Linked DNA regions of Mus musculus: region 1 is linked to region 2. A link is a contact called in public HiChIP or PLAC-seq data. All regions are on one chromosome and are shown on one strand. The core of a region is the stretch at or near the end of the contact, and the rest is flanking DNA. Distances in the headings are between cores, read along the strand shown.

What was found. HiChIP or PLAC-seq counts read pairs in DNA pulled down with a chosen protein or histone mark.
Region 1: a contact with region 2 is called in an H3K27ac HiChIP or PLAC-seq map of acute myeloid leukemia, with 3 times the contacts expected there. The contact joins two enhancer-like sites. A contact is called at or near these places in 3 of 15 datasets of contacts at CTCF or cohesin (CD8 T cells, large pre-B cells and pro-B cells), 41 of 484 Hi-C or Micro-C datasets (B cells, CD4 T cells, CD8 T cells and 29 more), 16 of 115 datasets of contacts at active chromatin or transcription factors (the HPC-7 cell line, the NIH/3T3 cell line, Th17 cells and 10 more) and 2 of 9 other capture datasets (adipose tissue and liver).

Annotation. Positions count from the first base shown.
Region 1 is chr19:41,452,526-41,457,438 of GRCm38.p6, reverse strand. No RefSeq gene overlaps it. Among named protein-coding and RNA genes, the nearest start is that of Gm33951, 9.9 kb to the right of the region's middle. Within about 2 kb of position 2,243, at least 126 of the 459 cell types and tissues checked have an H3K27ac peak or open chromatin away from gene starts, as enhancers often do. A contact at or near this core is called in ECoMG myeloid progenitors, the G1E-ER4 cell line, the HPC-7 cell line and 4 more, where this site is marked.
Region 2 is chr19:41,319,368-41,324,157 of GRCm38.p6, reverse strand. Pik3ap1 (phosphoinositide-3-kinase adaptor protein 1) reads left to right here. Exons shown (of 17, transcript NM_031376.4): 8 at 2,467-2,656. Among named protein-coding and RNA genes, the nearest start is that of Gm52406, 39 kb to the right of the region's middle. Within about 2 kb of position 2,852, at least 70 of the 459 cell types and tissues checked have an H3K27ac peak or open chromatin away from gene starts, as enhancers often do. A contact at or near this core is called in ECoMG myeloid progenitors, the G1E-ER4 cell line, the HPC-7 cell line and 4 more, where this site is marked.

The sequences.
Region 1 (4,913 bases), core at 994-3,493, 130 kb before region 2:
GGCTTTAACCATAAGCAGCCACACTGCCAGACTGGACCTCACCTTCTCATTGAACTGCTAATTTCCTTGTTAAATCCAGGATTCAGCCTGGGGTATCACATTACACCAAAAGGCTCTTTTGGTTTTGGTTGACCTTCTTCTGGGTAGCCCTGGCTGTCCTGGAACTCACTCTATAGACCAGGCTGGCCTCGAACTCAGAGATCCATCTGTCTCTGCTTCTCAAGTGCCGGAACTAAAAGCCTGTCCCACCACTGCTGTGTTTTATAAACTGGCAGAGGCGTGTTGCATTAGCAGGGAGCATCACAGCGACCTGCCAAGGTCTCTTCCTGAACAATCAAGCCAGGAAGGCACAGGCCTGGTATGGAGACAGGAGATTCCCCACTTAGGCAACTATGGGAAACTATTTCTACATACAGGATAGAGACTTTCCAGTGAAGCTGGTTTTGGGTGGCCACATACTGTCAGTAACCCACACCCATTTTCATTACATGATAAATCCCAATTAATTTAGACAACATTGCTTAGCCCCTCCACCTCCCAGGAAGAAATTTCTTACAGTATTATAAGAAATTATAATTATAGCAAATTCTTTGTTAATGTCCTTATGTCTCATGGTATTAAGAAAGGGGACAAGTAAATAAAATAAGATGTTAGAAGGAGATATGCATGGCTGTTGTTTTAGTAAAGGGTGATTTATTTTTATATGAAGATTAAGATGACGACTGGATGATTCCAGAATGGGAAAGAAGACTGGAAATCACTTGCAAGTAATGAAGATGTGAGTGAGTTCCTCAAGGTACATAAAAGATGAGACTTAGAGATGATACGTTAAAGTTTCTAATGCCGTTGATCAATAATTACAAGGACTGACTAAGATCTATAAAATCTATGTCTAAAGTTTATTTAGAACTATCTGTTTTTTCAAACAGTATACAATAGTCAAAAGTTCCAGACTAGTGCAACTGATCTTCTGCGTGTTTAATAACCATAGTTGAAGGCTATTCTAATGTGGTCACCCAACACTCCCAATTCTGCTGGAAAAAGCCAGATCAGTCATCACCCTGAGTCTGTGATGCCATTTGGGTTTACAGCTTCAGAAGGAGGGAGATGGTATAAGAGATAGAAATCGGTTAGACAGTTTAGGATAAAAAGACCCCAAAGAAAAGCAACCCGTTTCTTTCTTGATTGAAAGCCAGAAACATCCTGGGGACTCTTGGTAGTTTCATCCCTCCCAAAGCAAAGATGCCAAAAGAATTAGGGACTTATTTTTTATTTTATTACCATAACTTTAATTGAAACTGTTTTTTCCATACAATATATGGTGATCACAGCTTCACCTGCGTCATCTCCTCCCAGATTCTGCCGCCTAGCTCTGGTCTTTGGTCTGGGTCCTAGATGATTTAGGGTTTCCTCTTTAGCAATGAGAAAGTAGCAATGAAGGCCTCTTAAGGGGAAACTCCTGGTCAGGAGGACAGAATCTCTGGCCTGGATGTAGAAATAACATTCAGTGGGGTCCTGCCAATCCCCTGGCCAAGGACAGAGACAGGGAAATTCTCTTGAACGAGGATTTGAAGGTGTTCATCTATCAGTCAGCAGAGAGCTGCCAGCCGTTAGCTTGTGACCATCAAAGGAAGTGAAAACTTAAGGGTTGTTTGGAAAGTCATTTGCGTTGAATGGTGTCTTGCTGGGACAAACACAAGGAGTGTTTTGCTGAAGCAGACACAGGTGAAAGGATATTTTGCTGAAGCAGACTCGTGAAAGAACTCGTGATGAAGGATTCTTCGATAACAACACACATTTATTGGTCTGCCTTACATTTTGTAGTTGAGTTCCATTTGTCATGACTCCATAGAGAGAAGAAATAGACCAAAAAATTTCTGGTAGTGTGCTGTGGCTTCTTGAAGCTTCTGAGGACTTGGCCGATTGGCAGAGTGACGTCAGCTGATACAGGGAGGAGTTTTGCTAAGACAGACTCACATGCTGAGGCAACACATGTGAGGTAAGACCCATGGAGGACACATGATATTTGGAGGGAGTACAAATAGGGACTCAAGGGACTGTGAGAGGGGCTTGCTGGTAGAACTAGCTCCTGCAATGCTTCTTTGGTCTCATGCCCTTGCCAATCCTTACTTCCTTGAGAGAGGCTCAACTGAGAATGTTTTTCTGGCTTCCCTGCTGGTCTGAATTCCTTCTGCTGACTCATGCTGACACTGAGGCCTGCTGACTCATGCTGACACTGAGGCCTGGCTGTCTCTGCTGGGTCACGCCACTGCTGCTGATTCATGCTTGCTATCCCGTCTCGACTGAACTGGACTGCTGGTATATTCGTGAAGTATTTTCAAGTGGATTGAGCTGCCACTGCTGGCCTGTGAACTGAACTGCTGATTTCCTGACCAATGCTGATGGGATTTGTACTAAAGAACATTTTCTAAACAGGTTCATTTCCCCTGTATCCCTTGTATCCTCTGGTGGGTGCTGGGCTAGAAGGGAGGTTAAAGCATTTAAGAACCACTGAAGAGATCAATTCAGGACCTTTGGAAAATTCCACCAGACCCCTCCTCTCCTGGAAGAGAAAGGTCAGAGAGCACACAGGCACCCCTCCCCTCCAGAAGGGAGAGGCTAACTACATTCCTCAGACCACAGGCGGGGGGGGGGGGGGGGGGGGGGGGGGGACACACGACACACGACACAGGACGACAGACGGACAGACAGACACAGACAGACAGACACGGGATGGGATCGACCATTGGCCACCTGTGGACCAGAGCAAGTAGACACATCCTGAGACTGTTGACCACCTGCAGACAAGGAAAGTCCTTGCCACCTCATTCCCTAAAGACCAATCAGTTTTTAAAAGTCACACTGTTCTGCCAATCACATTGTGCCTAATGGCTGCTGCTCTGAAAACTGTATAAAAACTCACCAATCAGGCTGCGCGTGGTCCTTCTCTCTCCTTTGTGTGCAGGGCGACCCCAGCTTGCTGGAACAATAAAATTCCTCAATTCTCAACTCTGAGTTGTCCACTCAGGGGGTTTCCGATAAGTTAAGGCTCTCAGAGTGTTACACCATCATTAAAAGTAGGTTTTGAAAAATTAAAGTTTATAATCCAATCCTCAGCAAGTCTTGGATTTCAAGGGCAGACAGAAAGATGGAAGTGTTAGAGTGATGTTTTTGTACACTCTGTGAAGATGTGTCCCTGTCCTTCTTTGCCTGACTAAGGCACCTTCTAATTGGTTAAAATAAAAAAGCCTATGGCCTATAGCACAAGGCAGAATAGTAAGGTAGGACACCTGGATAGAGGAACCCTGGGGAAGAGTCAGGCAAGGAAAGATTTGCCACTCAGACTGGGAAGAAGTCAGATGTATGAAACTGAGGAGAGTTAACTAACCATCCATGTGGCAGAACTTAGATTAGCATAAATGGGATAATAAGGTATGAGATAGTTGGAAACAGGCCTAGCATAAGGTCTAGGCATAAATAAATGAATAAGTCTTCATGTCCACAGTTACATAAAAGAAGGATTCTGAGAGAGGCTATGGTTCTGTAACTATGCCCGAAAGCCTGTAACTAAGACAAATGTGAGTCTTCCTTCTCCCTGAGGTCGTTGGCCACAGGCCCATGTGGACACAGCGGGCAGAATCGATGAACAGGGATTCGGACAGCTCCTGAGTACCAACAATAATAATGACACTCTGGGATCAGACTTGGAGAGATGGATCAAATTGACTCTGGGTGAATCAAGGGTTGTATAGTTTTGGGGTAAGCAGGTAGGACTATCCAGGGTGGGCAAAGGTCATTGGCTGAAGGCTAAGGTGCTGCGATGCCTCCTTAGCATGGGGAGGCGCTCCAGGAACCTCAGGTGCTTGCTGATCAGGTTGCTATAGGTTGTTATAGACCTTTCTATAGCTGGACCTGTAATCTAGCCAAGGCTATGTGACACTCCATAGGTAGATGGGGCTAGTGGTGGTTGGGGGTGTTAAACTTCCCAGACAAGGCCAGAGAAGGAGAAGCCCTGATGGTAAAAGGAGTCTCCCATTTTTCTTGGCACACAGAAGACTATCAGGATAACGGTAGGCTTCAACCTTAATTACCAGGACAACAGACACAGGCATCTCCTCACAGGTGCCTCAGTACCCCTTGAACACTGTTAGACTCCCTAATAAACGATATTATTAGAAAGATAGAAGAAACTCATGCCTTCAGACAAAACTGAAGATAAACAGTAAGCTGAGCAATCAGGAAACATTCATGAAGTTCTTTCTTTCTTTTTTTTTCTTTCTTTCTTACATGTAAGTACACTGTAGCTGTATTCAGACAGTCCAGAAGAGGGCGCCAGATCTTGTTACGGATGGTTGTGAGCCACCATGTGGTTGCCGGGATTTGAACTCAGGACCTTCGGAAGAGCAGTCAGTACTCTTAACCGCTGAGCCATCTCTCCAGCTCCATGAAGCTCCTTTTTTAAGCACTCATCCTAGAGAATCTTTGCCCATCAAAATGCTAGCACAGAACCTTCAGGTTAAAACTTACGCTCATCGGGGCTGGAGAGATGTCACAAGTGGTTAAGAGCACTGGCTGCTCTTCCATAGGATCTGGGTTGGATTTCCAGCACCCACATGGCTGCTCACAACCATCTGTAATGCCAGTTCCTGGGGATCCGACATCCTCTTCTGGTCTCCAACAGTACTAGGCAGGCATGAGGCACACAGACATACACACAGGCAAAACATCCACGTGGAGAAAATAATAATTTCTTTAAAAATCATATATATATATATATTTAGTTTTTACCCTTGCTGTGATGAAACACCAGGACCAAAAACAAGTTGGGGAGGAAACACGTCAATATAACAGTTTATCATCAATAGCAGTGAGGGCAGAAGCTCACACAGGGCAGGGACCTGGAGACAGGGGCT
Region 2 (4,790 bases), core at 1,603-4,102:
GCCCTGTAGATGCTAGGAACAGGACCTTGGTCCTCTGCAAGAGAAGCAAAGATCCCCACTGAGGGATCTTTCTAGTCTCTTTCTCCCATTTCTTAATATGCAAAAAGGGGAAAAAAAATCCTAAGAGGTTTGTTCACAGAGTTGTTTTTAGAACAAAAGGAACCAACACATGCAAAGTGCTGAGGCCATTTCCAAAATACTGACAGGAACTTGCACAGAGTGTGTCTGCTCAAGGCTGATGGACTGTCTCTACTACCTCCAGGGCTCCTTGGTAGTGTGTCCCTAGCTGCCTTGCCCACCTTTGGGCCCAGGTAAACTGTGGGAGAATTGATTCTTTAATAGCTAAGGCCATAATACAGTACTACTCAGAGGAGGTATCAAGGTACCTTTGAGATCTCACTCTCTGGTGGATTCTGTCTCTTTCTGAACCTCTGCTTGGATTTGAACTTAAGGCAGGTGGATGCACCCAGCTTTCTTGACAGGTCGTTCTTGCTCACCGGTGTTCGGAGTTGCTCTGTCTTATCACATGCCCAGGATTGTGTCTATTGTCTTGGAGGAAGCTGTTCTGGACTCCACCCCCTTCAGCTGCTCCTCAAGAGCACCTGAGACTAGCTCATCCTGCTGAGACTCCCCCCGCCCCCAGTATAAGACAGACTACCTCCAGACAGGAGTGAGCCTGACACATCATCAGAAACTTCACTCTGCTCTGTGACAGATGATTCATAAGGTGGCGAAGCCAAGGGGTGAAGAGGGGCCCCATTGCTTTGAAGGACATGTAGGTATTTCAAACACTCAGAATAGTTTAAAACCTTGTTTGGGTCCTCATTGGCATACATGGGCTCAAAGGCACTCACACTCTCAAGAGGTTTTACTTGGCATTAGTTTGAAATCACACATGTGCTAAACACAGCATACCATTTTTGGGTTAGTCGTTTTCAGTAAGGCCACTCTGTGTTTGGAGTAGTGACTAAGTTCTTGAGCTCAGTTGATCAGCAAATGCCCCGTGCCACTTAATTTTTCACCACACTTCTTTGAAGTTGAAGGGGCCAAGACCTTCATCTTATAATTGAGGAAAAGTACATAGAAAGCCAAGGTGATTGTGCCAAGGTGGAGATGGGATTTGAACCTAGTTTGCTGCTAAAGTTGGGGCTTGTTATCCTGCTCTGAGTATCAGGGGAGGTTAAAGTGTTATTTTCAGAGTGCCTTGAGCTTTAATCTGGATCATACTTCTCATATCTTCTCGACTTCTAGCTAAGTCACCTTCTACCAACACCACTTTAGCCTTGCTGCCAAAGGTGGTCCCTACATGTTGCTCATGGCCTATGATAGTTGTTCTCAACCCCTGGGGAATCAAACAATCCTTTTACAGGGGTCATCTAAGACCATTGGAAAATACAGGTATTTATATTATGAATCATAACAGAAGCAAAATTACAGTAATGAAGTAGCAATAAAAATAAGTTTATGGTTGGGAGCCACAACAACATGAGGAGCCAGGTTAGAGGGTTGCAGCATTAGGAAGGTTGAGAACCACTGGCCTATAAGTAGTGCACATTTTATTTATTTATTTGCCAAATGCTAAACCTGGAATCCCAAACATAAGAAACTGTTACTGGATTCAGGAAACTAACATAGTGCCAACCAAAGGTGGCCTCTGCCAGGAGTTAATGAGGAGAAGGGAGCTGTCTGTGGTTTGAGGCAGAGGTAAGGATTATGACACACACTAAGCTGTTGGGCCAGGAAAAGCTGTTCACAGGTTGTGGGGAAGTCAGCCCACAGCCTCATACTATCTGGAGACAGAGGGACAGGGCTAGCCTTTCTGACATCAAGATTCCTTTATGTAAGGTCCCTGTCTTTGGGGACATCTAGAATGCTGATAGCCGGGGAAGAAAGCCCTGGAAATTGTCAGGCACTTGGATAAACCTTCCATAAGGTGCAGGGGTGAAGACATCCCTCAGGACACTTGGTTGCACAAGTGCAGGCGCACTTGCATAGGCTGTGCATCTGTGTGGCCCTCTGTGTCATTTGTTTCTCACTGAGTGCCCACCGGGCCGTTATAAGGATCAAAACTGAGAATGTGAGCCCTGCAGGGAGGACTAGATTTTCTGAGCTTTGTTTTTCCACGTCTAAAAGAGGGAGAGGGGGGGTTTCCGAAGGAGGTGGGTGCTGGTTTGTGCCCAGTGCTGAGCCTGATTCTTACTAGGTACTCATGAAGTGTAGTTTTTATTTACGTTCCCAGACCCCTGAACATTTAACCAGGATATAACTGCTTAACTCTGTATTTAGCGTTAGAGGAAGGAACAAAGGTTAGAGCTCTGCCAGGCGAAGAATACCCGCTAATACCTGCAAACAACTATAACCCTGGTCCGTGACCACACCCTTTGCCCACTTCAAGTCCACTATGGACTTGAGTCTGCCCAGCTAGCCAGATTCCTCAGTGTGCAATGGGTCCGTCTTCTCTCGCAGGAGACGGTGGACATGCTGAAGACACACATTAAGGAGGAGTTGATGCAAGGGGAGGAGGCGGACGATGTGTACGAGTCCATGGCCCACCTATCCACAGACCTGCTGATGAAGTGCTCCCTCAACCCTGGCTGTGACGATGAGCTCTACGAGTCCATGGCTGCCTTCGCCCCAGCAGCCACAGAAGACCTCTGTAAGTAGCTCTGCCTGGTTCTGCTTTTGTCCTGCTGCTGAGAAATGGCTTTTTTTTTTCATGCTAGTCCAAAGGGGGAAAGGCCCCCAAAAGGCCCTGATTATCTCTGAAAACACCCAGTGAAGAGCCTGTGTTGCAACAGCATCAGGGCTGCAGCTGTGTGTCATAGCAAGAGAGACTTTTTCCAACTTCCTCCACTGCTTGCCTGGAAGCCTCTCGTCTTGACAGCATGGCCTGTGGTCAACAAGCTCTCAGCCCTACCAGTCTCTGTGGGCCCTTTTATGACAATGTTTCACAATGCTTTATTATCTGACACACGATTTATGTATGGTATAACACACATGAAACCCACTGGCTTCCCTATACTGCCTTAATTGAGTGTATAGTAAGTGGAGACTTCACATGCTTACACATGTCTGCATGTGAAGACATGTGAATAGGCATGTCTTCATGTGAAGACATGTGAAATAGCCCTGTACAGGCAACTACACTCAGAGCCACCACCAACGTCATAGCCTTACATGTTGACTGACATGTGTCTGTTGTCTTGGTGACTCAACTACCTAGAACAGTGTTGGCCTTGGCACCTGGAGTTTCTTAAATGATGAAACTCTCTTCACAACCTTATACAATGTTGAATTCTTAGAAAATTCAATGTACAAAATGTACTTTAAAAGACATATCTAGTCCTCCCGACCCCGTGTGTGTGTGTGTGTGTGTGTGTGTGTGTGTGTGTGTGTGTGCGCGTGCATGCAGTGGATATGAAGGCGTATGTGCCTGTGTGCATGTGTCTGTGGAGGTCAGAGGTCATCATCTTTTGAAGGGTCTGACTTTGACCTCCGTGGGCTCACTGATTGGTAGACTGTCTGATCAGCAAGCTCTGGGGAATCTTTCTGTCTCTGCCTCCCTTTCACAGGGCCACAGATGCAGGAGACCACAACTAGATTTTGTGTGGGCTCTAGCTCCTTGGACTTTCACGGTCGGTGTCTTACCAACTAAGCCATCTCCTCAGCTTGACAATTTAGAATTGGTTAGAGTCCGTGTTCCTCCACTGTAGTGGCAATCCAAACCACCCTCGGAGCTCTTCAGAACTCCCTGTAGGGGGCCTGGTGCCACCCTTCAGAGAGGTTGATCTAAATGAGATTGGATTTCCTGTCGTGTACAACGAAGCACTAAGCATTCTGACACACTGCGCAGGACTTAGCGCTCTTTCCCTCTGAGTCCACTTAATAGGTTCAAGAAAGATAAGATAACTAAGCGGCAACCCGTCAGTTTTATGGATGCGGGATTTCCAGGATGGCTAAGCTGAGTACTCCCCCACCCCTTTCAGGACCTACCAGGGAAAGGAGCCTGCTTCTCCTGCCCATGAGCTTACGGAACCGCCAGCCCCACCAGGAGTCTGTAGAGTAGGAGGTGCAGGCTGACTGGGGGTCCCTTGCCTTCACCCTTGGGGAGAGGAAGAAGCACACTTGGAAGCTCTTCACAAATGAGCCCCGGCTTGCTGGATCTGTGAGGAAGGAGGCATGATCCACACCATCACACTGTTTTACTCACTGAATCCACATGGCAACCCCACGGATGCTGTTGCTACCTGCTGTTAAAGAGAGGTTCACTTCCCCAAATGCCACAGCTAACAACCTATAGAGCACAAATTCCATACCATTTAACTCAGGCCAAATTTGTCTCTAACTTGGGACGTCGTTGTAGTTCCCGTCCCCTCCAGCAAGCCTTTTGGCCTCTAAGGCTGTTTTCTCCCCATGTGCAGATCCAGGAGCTAGCTAACAAAACAGCTCAAGGCTACTCATTCCTGTAATTCCGACACTTGGGCTGAGGCAGGGGGATTAAGCCGGGCAGTGGTGGTGCACAGGACAGCCAGGGCTATACAGAGAAACCCTGTCTCAAAAAAACAAAAAACAAAAACAAAAAAACCAACCAACCAAACAAAAAGACTAGCCTGGATTACCAGCAGACCTTGTCTCAGATCCTAAACAAGAAGATCCCCAAACAAAGAAACCCAGCTGCTGACATGAACACACACACACACACACACACACACACACACACACACACACACACACCCCTGCTCATCTACCTTCATAGCTAGCATGTATTTCCAAGGACATTTCTGTTGCAG